Linked DNA regions of Mus musculus: all the other regions are linked to region 2. The links are chromatin contacts, called in public HiChIP or PLAC-seq and promoter capture Hi-C maps. All regions are on one chromosome and are shown on one strand. Each heading gives the region's core, a stretch centred on a gene start, on an enhancer-like site or on the middle of the called end of the contact. The rest is flanking DNA. Distances are from core to core; before and after follow the strand shown.

Evidence for each region. Promoter capture Hi-C pulls out the DNA fragments that hold promoters and counts their contacts. HiChIP or PLAC-seq counts read pairs in DNA pulled down with a chosen protein or histone mark.
Region 1: a contact with region 2 is called in an H3K27ac HiChIP or PLAC-seq map of embryonic stem cells, with 5 times the contacts expected there. The contact joins the promoter of Dmrtb1 here to the enhancer-like site in region 2. A contact is called at or near these places in 2 of 39 promoter capture datasets (embryonic stem cells and pre-B cells), 2 of 115 datasets of contacts at active chromatin or transcription factors (astrocytes and embryonic stem cells) and 1 of 9 other capture datasets (adipose tissue).
Region 3: a promoter capture Hi-C map of hippocampal neurons shows a contact between it and region 2, with 4 times the contacts expected there. The contact joins two enhancer-like sites. A contact is called at or near these places in 3 of 39 promoter capture datasets (cranial neural crest, hippocampal neurons and pre-B cells), 4 of 484 Hi-C or Micro-C datasets (the HL-1 cell line, cardiomyocytes, cerebellar granule neurons and 1 more), 1 of 115 datasets of contacts at active chromatin or transcription factors (embryonic stem cells) and 1 of 9 other capture datasets (embryonic stem cells).

Annotation. Positions count from the first base shown.
Region 1 is chr4:107,681,786-107,685,631 of GRCm38.p6, reverse strand. It overlaps Dmrtb1 (DMRT-like family B with proline-rich C-terminal, 1), which reads left to right and starts at 1,402. Exons shown (of 4, transcript NM_019872.2): 1 at 1,402-2,052. The coding sequence starts at 1,470.
Region 2 is chr4:106,706,248-106,709,615 of GRCm38.p6, reverse strand. It overlaps Mroh7 (maestro heat-like repeat family member 7), which reads left to right. Exons shown (of 24, transcript NM_001126487.1): 7 at 1-29; 8 at 1,050-1,145; 9 at 1,761-1,865; 10 at 2,022-2,157. Among named protein-coding and RNA genes, the nearest start is that of Mroh7, 20 kb to the left of the region's middle. Within about 2 kb of position 1,450, at least 49 of the 459 cell types and tissues checked have an H3K27ac peak or open chromatin away from gene starts, as enhancers often do. A contact at or near this core is called in embryonic stem cells and hippocampal neurons, where this site is marked.
Region 3 is chr4:107,343,159-107,346,850 of GRCm38.p6, reverse strand. Yipf1 (Yip1 domain family, member 1) reads right to left here. Exons shown (of 10, transcript NM_145550.3): 7 at 2,173-2,339; 8 at 1,660-1,842. Among named protein-coding and RNA genes, the nearest start is that of Ndc1, 23 kb to the left of the region's middle. Within about 2 kb of position 1,955, at least 13 of the 459 cell types and tissues checked have an H3K27ac peak or open chromatin away from gene starts, as enhancers often do. A contact at or near this core is called in hippocampal neurons, where this site is marked.

The sequences.
Region 1 (3,846 bases), core at 153-2,652, 980 kb before region 2:
TGTGTGCGCGCGCGCGTGTGTATGTGTGTGTATACACACATATATGTATATATATTTAAATGACAGGTTGTATGTAGGCTATTAGATTTTTTTTCATGGAGATTGTGCTTGCTTGTGTGTGTGTGTGTGTGTGCATGTATGTGATTTTTTTTTCTTTTGGGTGGAATTACTCTCCAAAGCTGGGAGCTCCCCTTCTCTCAGAGTGAACCGACTGGAACACATGCTTTGTCACAAAACAAGCAAATTGTGGCTCCTTGTGATATTGGTAGATTCTGGGAATAAAGGCCATCCTGGAGGGGCAAGCCCCCCTAAGTTAGGTCTGAACACACCGTGCTGTGTGCCCTATACTGGGTGAGCAGATGTCTGAGGAAGGCTCTTGCAAATGTTTACTTATATGGCCCCTCTCCTGAGAGAAGTATGCATGCTTCATCAATGTATTTCCAGTGGCTAGGGAATTTTTTTTTAAGTAGTTGTGTTTGGCTTCATAAAGACAATTAAAAGACCATATGAAACAAGAAACACACACACACACACAAACACACACACACACAAACAAACCCAAAAGCCAGTAATTCAAATTAGTTCCGAACTATCATGTTTTGCTTTAGAACATTATTTTTGTTTTTGCTTTTTGTTTTTTGTTTTTCGAGACAGGGTTTCTCTGTGTAGCCCTGGCTGTCCTGGAACTCACTCTGTAGACCAGGCTGGCCTCGAACTCAGAAATCCGCCTGCCACTGCCTCCCAAGTGCTGGGATTAAAGGCATGCGCCACCAACGCCCGGCACTTTAGAACATTATTAAGCATGCATTTTTCAGACCCTAGTGCTTACACAAACAGGACTCAAAAACTCATGGTTTCTGCAATGCCTGTAAGTAACCAACACTGCACTAAGCGCTGAAGAATATTCTGGAAGCAGAACTGCTCTTTTTCTCTACAGAGGAGCGAGATGAAGCAGAAGCAGCTGCTTCGGGGAGGAAAAACACAGTGTTCTCTGGAACTTTCCAATAGTACGGGTTTACTAACAGCTCTGTTCATTGGGAGTTTTAAAACCCTCGACCGTTGAGTAGAAGTCCGCCTTTTTTCAAAAAAAAAAAAAAAAAAAAAAATCTATTTTCCAGTTACAATTTGGCGGGAACAGGAAGTTTGAAAATTCAAGTGCCGAAAACTTCAAATAACTCGTATGACATACATGTAATAAGTATTTCATTTTTAATTTACACCGTACACCATTGCCCAACACACAGAAACACGGTAAATTTAGCACACACACACACACAGAAAGTGGAAAAAATGCAAGAGTCCTATTGCAGTTCTCCGGACATTCAGCGAGCTGTTTTGTTACAAGTGTATCCAATGTCCCCAGCACCAGGGACTTATGGGGGCACCGCTCATTCCTGCTTCACTTGCTCTGCAGCTTCGGGAAGTGGTGGCTGCGTTTGGAAGCAGAGCTTGCCCAGCTAGACGACAAGATGCTTCGCGCCCCCAAGTGCTCTAGGTGCCGGAACCATGGCTATCTGGTACCAGTCAAGGGCCATACGGGCAAATGCCGCTGGAAGCAGTGCATCTGTGACAAGTGCTACCTGATCACCGAGCGCCAGAAGATCATGGCTGCCCAGAAGGTTCTCAGAACCCAAGCTGCCGAGGAGCAGGTGGCGACCGTGGGCACGCAGGGTCCCCAGCTGCCTCCTAGGGCTCCAGCAGCGGCGGCCACCGCCTTGAGCTCCAGCATTTGCCCACTGCCTAGGGCGGTTCCGGGAGGCGTTGGGCCAGGCCCCACGGCCACTTGCTTCCTCGAGAGGCCCCCGCAGGCCCCGAGCCCAGGCCCGAGCACCTTCCAGCTGGGCCCAAGTGGCCGCCCGGGCCCCAGCACCTTCCAGCCTGGACCAGGGGCCCCCGGGGGACTGCGCGACCGTTCCTCCGCGTGGCTGCCCCAGCTCATGCCACAGGCGCCCAGGCCGGAGCTTTGCTACCCGGATCAGCACCTGCCAGTGCGGCCCGTGCCAGTGCCAGGGCCAGTGCGGCCCGTGCCCCGACTGCCGTTCGCCGACTACGGTAAGCCCAGCCTCGTGCAGCCGACGGTTCCTCCGGCCTGTACCAGGCCAGCAGCCTCCGGCTCTAAGCTGGAGTCCCAGACTGGTGCCGGGGTGGGAAAGGCGCCTTCCCCAGGTAACCCCGCTTGAGAACCTGTTCCCAGACAAGGATTTGGGTGGGTGGCTTCTGATGATAGCAATGGGAAAAAGCTGGTAGGGAAGAATGTGCAGTGCAGGGGGGCTTTGTTGAGATGCAGTTTTCTGCCTCTGTACTTTTGCAAGAGGAAAAAAAAGATGGCAGCTGGGCAGCTTTGGCAGTGGCGCCTTTCCGTGGCCCCTCTAGCGCGTTTGCACGGCATCCCTTCCCCCCTCCCAGGTCTAGATCTCTTGTGCCTGCGTGGCAACCCCTCCCCCTCCCCGCCTGCCATTTTTCTCCTGCTGGAGAGTCTTTTTCTGAGTGGCTGTTCACCTTAAACTGCGCCTGCGCACCCTCCTTTCACTGAGCCGAGGCTAATTTATCCTAACTGCAGTGTCTAGCCTAACGCACCTGTACTCACACTCACTTGTTCCATTTCACCTGATGTGGTGGGGAATAAAACTTTCTGCTAGTTGGCCAGGGGGATGGGCTGGTTCACTAAGATTTTTTTTCCCCCTCGCTTTGTGCATTAATTACATTGTTTCTTTATGCTGTAGGTTGCTTTCCTGGTTGAAGTAGATTTCTTGAGTTTTTTTAAAATTATATTTATATCTTATAATTTATTTATTATAATGCATTGGTGTTTTGCCGGCATGCATGTCTGTGTGAGGGTGTCTTATCCTCTGGAACTAGAATTACAGGCAGGTGTGAGCTGCCACATGGGTGCTAGGAATTGAGCCTGGGACCTCTGGAAGAGCAGCCGGTGCTCTTAACCTCTTAACCGCTGAGCCACCTCTCTAGCCCCTGAAGTATGTTTTCAAGTAATGTAAAATTTGAGGCTCTTGGAATGCGGCTCTTTGGGATGAAGACTTGGGTTTTTGGGGGGGGTAGAGGGGGTTACTTTCCTTAGGGCTATGTAGAAAGAGTCTGAGTCGAGGGGATGCCCATGTGTAGCCTTGGACAAGTTCCTTCCTTGAAGAGCAGACTTTCAGAAATTAATGCTAACCATTCTTTTCTCTTTTTTTTCTTTCTTTTCTTTTTCTTTTTCTTTTTCTTTTTCTTTCTTTCTTTCTTTCTTTTTTTTTTTTTTTTTTTGGACAGGTCTCTGTATAGCCCTGGCTGTCCTGGAACTCACTTTGTAGACCAGGCTGACCTCGAACTCAGAAATCCACCTGCCTCTGCCTCCCAAGTGCTGGGATTAAAGGCATGCGCCACCACACTCCGCTCCAATGCTAATCATTCTTAATGTTTCTGAGATTTTGTAAGAAATCTTTCTCCCCAAGGAACTATCTGTCTGATGAGGAAGGCAGACTTAAATAAACCAGCAGTCCTATGAGGGCATATGTGTGTTCATCTCTCAACAAACAGGAACTTTAAAATGTGTTATAAAGAGGGGGGGAGAAGAGGCCACTTGTGGCTAATCCCAGCATGTGTGGAGGAGAGGTCAGAGGGCAACTTTGGGAAACCGGTTCTTTCCTTCTACCTCATGGGTCCCTGGGATGGAGCAGTGGCTGTCAGGCTTGGTGGCAGGTGCCTTTAGCCATCTTGCTGGCTCTGATGGTGCTACTCTCGATTGTCAGATGGATTGGTGAGAAACCTGGATGAGGAAAGCAGGAATTTGTCTGGATGCATCTTGGGAGGCGTTTCCAGAGAGTTTACTAAGTAGGAGAGGTGGGCCCT
Region 2 (3,368 bases), core at 201-2,700:
AGGACGAGTCCAAGGCCGAAGTCATCCAGGTGAGCTGGACCCTCCTGGTTCGGCTTTAGGTTTGGGGACATCCTCAGAAGGGACAAGGTTCAGGGGTGAGTGGGGGCTTTCTATAGATGGTCTCCCTTACTCCTTGGCTGAGTGGCCCGGAGCACCTCACGTCACCTGCGACAGTCTGAACAGATACTTGATAGCTATTCAGCAGAAGGGTGAACTGTTGCAGTAATGGCTTCCTTAGGAGGGCCCTGTCCTGTATCAGGGATATAGATAGATGCTGTAAGGCCGTAGGAAGTGGGCAGGATAAGAGGGTAGTACTGAGGACTGTGCTCTATGGAAGAAGACTGGGGGAAACTGGGCAGAGACCTGGAGAACAGAGCCTCAAAGGGGGTTTGGTGAGCATCTTTAAGTCTCTGCAGAATCATTCCTGGAGGTACCACAGCAGGGGATACTAAGGTATAAGATGCAAGGAGAGCTAGGGTCAAGCGGGATGTTGAGTGAGAGGGGGGGTCCAGCTGTTCGGCTACCCTTTCTCTCAGCAGGTATTAGCCATGTTCCTCTCCAGGTCACTACGGTAGTCTCGCAGTAGTGTGACGGTGGAGGAGATGGATGCCATCAAAGAACCCAGTACCCAAAAATCTCCGCAGTAGTCAGTGCTGCAAGCATAAACCATGGGGTATCAAAAAGAGTATGGGATGAGGAACATGGCCTAGGGTGGATGGAGCACGTGGTTTCCTGGAAGAGGGTGGCAGAGAACCTGTACAGAACCCATGCCAACTGCCAGGATGATAAGTGATGTGACTGAAGACTGGAGGGTGGGGGGACAGGGACTCTGACAGGCGTGCTGTATAATAGGTAGGGGTGAGGCCACACAGACAGATAAGATAGCGTCTGGGTTCTGGATTCTCAAGCTGGTGGCCTGAGAGGGCCCAAAGTCATGGCCAGAATCCTTGCTGTGGAAGGAACTGGCAGCCCCTTGTAGTTACAAGTCGTGCCAGCAGAGGGCGGTGGTGTCTAACAAGCTCCCAGCAGCTCTGTCCTCCTGTCCACAGATCCTTTACTACCAGACCTTGGATTCCTTGCAGAAACTTCTGAATGCCCTCTTTATTGAAGACCCCACTCCTACTGGGCTGAAGAGCATCCTGGAGGTGCGGCGTGGGGGGTGGGGGGGTGGGGACGACACGGGGCAAGCAGGGAAAGGGAGAAGGAAGTAGGAAAATGGCTTCATACAAGTGGGAGGTGGGCTCTGAAGGAGTGGCGTCATCCTGAGCCAGTGCCCTGCTTCCATGTTGTATTTTACGCTGTTATTTAGTTTTGGTGACGCTGAGGGTTGGACCCAAACCCTTGTACCTGCGAGGCAAGCCCTCTACCTCTGAGCCACAGCAGAGTCCTGTTCCCTCTTTCCTTGTTTATCTGTATACACAGTCACACTGAATTGCCCAGCACTGCCTTGAACTTTTGATCCTATTATCTCAGCTTCCTGAGTCACTGTCTGCAATTCCCCTACAGCCACTGCTCTTGCCCCACCCCTTTCTCCATTGTTATCCATGTCTCTTCTCTCTTCATTGACCCCGTCCCTTCCTTTGCTCTGAGTCCCCTTCTCAGCTCAAACCCCACCTGTCATTGATCCTCAGGAAGAGAAGGAAGACGGTGGCAAATTGCCTTCTTTCTTCTTCTGGAAGCTTCTTGCAGATTACTGACTTACCCACAGACAGCAGGGGCTGGCAGACAATGGTAGCAGAATCTCTCCCTTGTCCCCACAGCCCCTAGGGCCCTGGATGAACTCTGGGAAGGCCCACGAGCGGGCTCGGGCTGTGAACAGCAACGTCTCTGTGTTGAACCACACACTTGTGACCCTGCCATTCTTAGTGAGTGTTCCTGGGTGTGACCCTGCCATTCTTAGTGGGTGTTCGGGGGTGGGGGCATTCCGGTGACTTCTCAGTTGATCTTCTGCAGCTGGGCAGGTCTTCTTGCCCTGCACTATGTAGCTATAGACTCCCTCCCTGTGATTGTGACACTCACAGATATCCTCGGGCTTCCCAACACTGGGTCTTCTGCTGGGGAGGCTCCTTCTTCGAATCGGGGATCCTGATGAGGAGATCGGACGGGAGGCTCTGGACGGCATCACCATCCTCTACACCATCCTGGATCTCCAGAAACGTATGCCCAAGTCAGGTCCCTAGCCACTGCACAGCTAGGGAGGGGAGCATGGTGGTACGGCTGGGCAGTTGGAGGCAGGCAGAATGGGTCAGATGGGGATTAGGAGCTGATGGGAAACTCCTATCTCCATGGAACCAGGAGCAGAGGTACAAACTAGCCATTGTTTTTCATGTTTGTTTGTTTTTAAGCTCTGGCCCCTGACTTTTAATCCTCCTGACTTAGCGTCTCAGGTACTGGGACTACAGGCATGTACTGCCCTGTTAGACAACAACTCTATCACGACAGGAGCTGTCCTTCAGTTGGCTAAGCTTTCCCATATTGTTCCAACCTTGATTTCTCCTTCTAATGTACCATGTGCACCTAGGTATGATGGCCCTGATGTCTTCTTCCTTTGTCTGTCTTTCCTACTAGACTGTAATGCCATGAGGGTAAGGCAGGATTCTCTGTTCTTTCTGAGTCTAGCCATGGGCTGGCATATGGTCTTATTCAGTGAATATGCATAGGACCTAATGAAGACCAGGTCCTACATTAGAGTCTGGAGCCTGTAAGTGAAAGCACAGCCTGAGGTTAGGTTTCAGGGAGCTCATGAGATGGTTTCCAGGCTGCCTTCAACCTCCTGCCGTTCTTTCTCCTTAGTCCCGATTCTATATCAACCAGGAAACCTTGGCTGGTTTCCTAGTTTCTCCTGACTCTGAAGGCAGAGTGGCCTGCATGTCACACCTGGTTTTGGCTCTCGACTTTCCCAGCTTGAGTGACCTCTTCTGTATATTTTTCTAGATTTTCTCATCTGTTACAGGATTATGGTTGAGTGCTTTTTGAAATATTAAATGGTATTCTTCAAACGAGTTCATGGGAAGAGATCAGCTCAGGGTCCCATGTCATAGGTGCTTGTCGAATAGAACTCTCTTCTCTTCGTGCCCCCCACTTTCTGGGATATGTCTGGGGTCCCTATTCTTTCTCATTGCTAGCATGTGGGGCAATGTTTCCTAAGAGATTTCTCCACTGGCCTGGAGGCATGCATGTCTTTTAAACAGGTGGGTGAAAAGTAGGCTACAGTGTGTCTTTTTTTGGGGGGTGGGGGTTATATTTGAGACAGGGTTTCTCTGTGTAGCCCTCAGTAGACCAGGCTGGCCTCAGAAATCCACCTGCCTCCACCTCCCAAATGCTGGGATTATGGGGTTAAAGGTGTGTGCCACCACTGCCCGGGTCTT
Region 3 (3,692 bases), core at 706-3,205, 640 kb before region 2:
GAATTTGGTTCTCTCCTTCCAGCGTGTGGGTCCTGGATACTGAACTCAGGTCATGGAGCTTGGCAGCAAGCATCTCTAACCACTAAGCCATCTCATCTCATTGGCTCTTTTCCAGAAAAATTCTTGATCGGCATGATGGGCAGTGTACTGGCTGGTTTTGGGTGTCAACTTGACACAGGCTAGAATTATCACAGAGAAAGGAGCTTCAGTTGGGGAGATGCCTCCACGCGATCCAGCTGTAAGGCATTTTCTCAATTAGTGATCAAGGGGGAAAGGCCCCTTGTGAGTGGGACAATCTGTGGGCTGGTAGTCTTGGGTTAAGAGAGCAGGCTGAGCAAGCCAGGTGAGGCAAGCCAGTAAGGAACATCCCTCCATGGCCTCTGCATCAGCTCCTGCTTTCTGACCTGCTTGAGTTCCAGTCCTGACTTCCTTGGTGATGAACAGCAATATGGAAGTGTAAGCCGAATAAACCCTTTCCTCCCCAACTTGTTTCTTGGTCATGAAGTTTTGTCCAGGAATAGAAACCCTGACTAAGACAGGCAGGAAAGTTCTGCCTTTAGTAGAGTGTCCTGAAGTGTCATGGGCATATCCTGAAGGTCCTGACACAGGTGCCACGTAATTTTCATTTTTATTTTTATTTGTGTTTGTTTTAGGTAAGGTCTCTAGCCTGGGACAGCCTCCACATCCTTAGGTAGCTGAGGCCAATGATGAATGTTGACTCTACCTGTCTCTACTTCCCAAACGAGAGAATTACAGGCACCACATAAACGGGGTGTTGTGGTACAGGGAAACCAACCCAGGACTCTCAGTGGTATCAACAGAGCTACATCCCCAACCCCAAAACTGGTTCTTTTAAAACTTATTTTGACTTTATTTGGGTAGTACCTGTGTGTGTGTGTGTGTGTGTGTGTGTGTGTGTGTGAGAGAGAGAGAGAGAGAGAGAGAGAGAGAGAGAGAAGAAAGAGAGAGAGATGCAAAGAGTGTGCAGATTCATGCATGCTATGTTCATGCAGAGAGCATGCAGAACACCATGTTCTTTCCACCTTACTGATTTGAGATAGAATTCCTCACTGAACTTTAAGTTTGCCGTTTGGCAAATCTGACTGTCCAGTTAGTTTCTCTGTGTAGCCCTGGCTGTTCTGGAACTCACTCTGTAGACCAGGCTGGCCCTGAACTCAAAGATCTGCCCAACTCTGCCTCCAGAGCACTGGCATTAAAGCCATGCACCACGACTGCCTGGTTTAAACGCTGAATCTTAACCACGTCACAGAAACAAGGAAAACCAGACAGTAGAACCCAATCCTCACCCTTTTACCAGCTTCCTTCCCAGGGCAGTCTTGACATTTAGTTCATAGGATCCATTTTAAAAGCACCACTGTGTCTGGTAAGTGTAAGGATTTGCAGAGTAAGTGTTGACATGTGCGCATGATATACACCTATGGTGCTGGAGAGACTGCTCTTATGGTAGAGGGGCTTTTAGGGCACCCTGGTGGCATGAGCTTGATCCCCAAAACTCACATGGTGGAAACAATGAACTGACTCTTGGAAGTTGTCTGCTGACCTCTACACGTGAGCTGTGGCTTGCATGTGCCTACACTCGTACGTCCTAGATAAGTAAATAAATAAGTACAGTACCAAGCAGGCACGTCAAGAACATACCAAGCAGCCCACAGAGAGCAGCACATGAAGCAACACGATTGTCACAATGGTGGCCAAGGCGACACGCCGGTTATCCTCACGAACAGCTGGCCAAAATGTCATTACCAACACAGAGCCTGAGACGCCCAGGGCAATCATGACAAGGACCCAACGAACAACCCTCTGGGGAATGATCCACAGGACCTGGGAAAAGAGAGAGTGTGAGGTGAGTGCCTCATTCCTGGCACATGTGTTCACACCACTCCTGAGCCTGCACTCAGCGGCTCAGAGCACTGCTTTGCAGAGCTAGGCTTTGCAGAGCACCCTAGTAGCAGCGTGCAGACAGATGAACACAGCCAAAGCCCTTGCCTTCCCAGCACCCATCCATCCTGCAATTTAAATTCAAAAGGAGCCTCCAGGGATGTGGGAGCATTAGGCTGGAAATAACAAGGCCCCCGTGGGATACTTTGTTGAATTTTCTAATTTTCCACCCAAAACAGCAGGGCTCTGCCTACTCACCCGCATGGTACTTACTGCTGTGGGGATATAGATGAACAGCGAGTAGCCGTAGACACACACGATCTCCAGAAAGGAATAGGAAACCATGCTCATCACTTTGCTGTTTCTCCACAGGAGGAAGCCCCAGAGGGCCAGAGGGACCAGCCAGGCATAGGCATAGATGACAGTCGCTGCGATAGACACTGTGGGTGACAGGGCGGTTCCATCTCCATCAAGCCTTTAGCAAGCTCCCTGTCGGGGTGTTAACACACTATTCCTGGGCCCAGCACACAGTAGGTGCTTTATGAACATTTGTTGATGTAATGAGCCCCTTAGCATGTGTCTTTGTGGTAGTGACTTGTGTCTCCTTTATGGTTTTATAATGGACTTGGTGACTAAAAATTTCTAATAGAAACAACTGAATTATGTAACTGAAATACTTTAGAGAGCTTCACTAAAAGTGTCTAAATATACTTAGCTTTTAGATCAAATAAAACCCAACTACCCCCTTGGAAGAACACGTTTTTCCTCTCTAGCAAAACAAGAGCTTACACTGATTTCCTTAGCAAATGCATTAAAATGCCCTGGGTGCAGATTAACCTGCTCTGCGTGCCATCTAGTGATCTGTCTCTGAAATACGGAGTTCCAGCTCAGAGGCACCTGAATTATCTCCACGCTAGCTTCTTCCCACCTAAATACTCTGTGTTATGTGGATCAGCACCTCCTGGGGACCATTGCTGGGCGCTCTCCTGATCTTCTGTCCTCTCCTGAAGAACAGCATTCCCAGGACTGCCCTCCTTCTGAAGTGACAATCCCAGAGCACGCTAAACCAAGGCACCTGTCCTTCCAACGTGAAAACTGGCAAATAATTCAATTAGCACCTCCTGCAAAGACAGGCCCCTCCTAGGAATTCCAGTCGGACTCTGATGAAAGCATGTTGCCCAGAACCCTCGGGGGCTCCATCACAGGTCTTTTGTTTTTATTTTTATTTTTTATTTTTTCATGTTGGAATGGCCTTATTGAGCCACCAGCTTTGCTGACATAATTCCTTTTCCTTGGGTAGGTAAGGAAGGGGAAGGAAATTCTACCGTGGCTGTAGCCACTGCTTATTAAGCACTGGTTAGACATCAGACACTGCACTCAGAGCTTTACTGTGAGGCAACGAGGTGCCTGAGGCAAAGCATACTCCAGGCCGTAGGTTCTAATCCTAGGCAAAGCAACTTTGGGTGGAGAGTTACATAACCTTCCTATTTCAGTTTCCCTGCCTGCAGAATGCAAGGAAGATTACCCGTGAGGCTCTTGGGAGAACCAAACAAGTAAACCCAGACACGAGCTATTCTAAGCAGTGATTGACATGTAATACATACTCAGGAGTTAAATATGAGGGCTGGAGAAGGCTCGGCAGTTAAGAACACTAGCAGCTTTTCCAGAACCCAGATTCGATCCCTAGAACTGATGTGACAGTTCACAACTGTCTGGATCTCCAATTTCAATTTGATTCACTCCCCTGACCCCTTAGGGCAACAGGCAAGCAAGTGCTACACAGAAATACATGC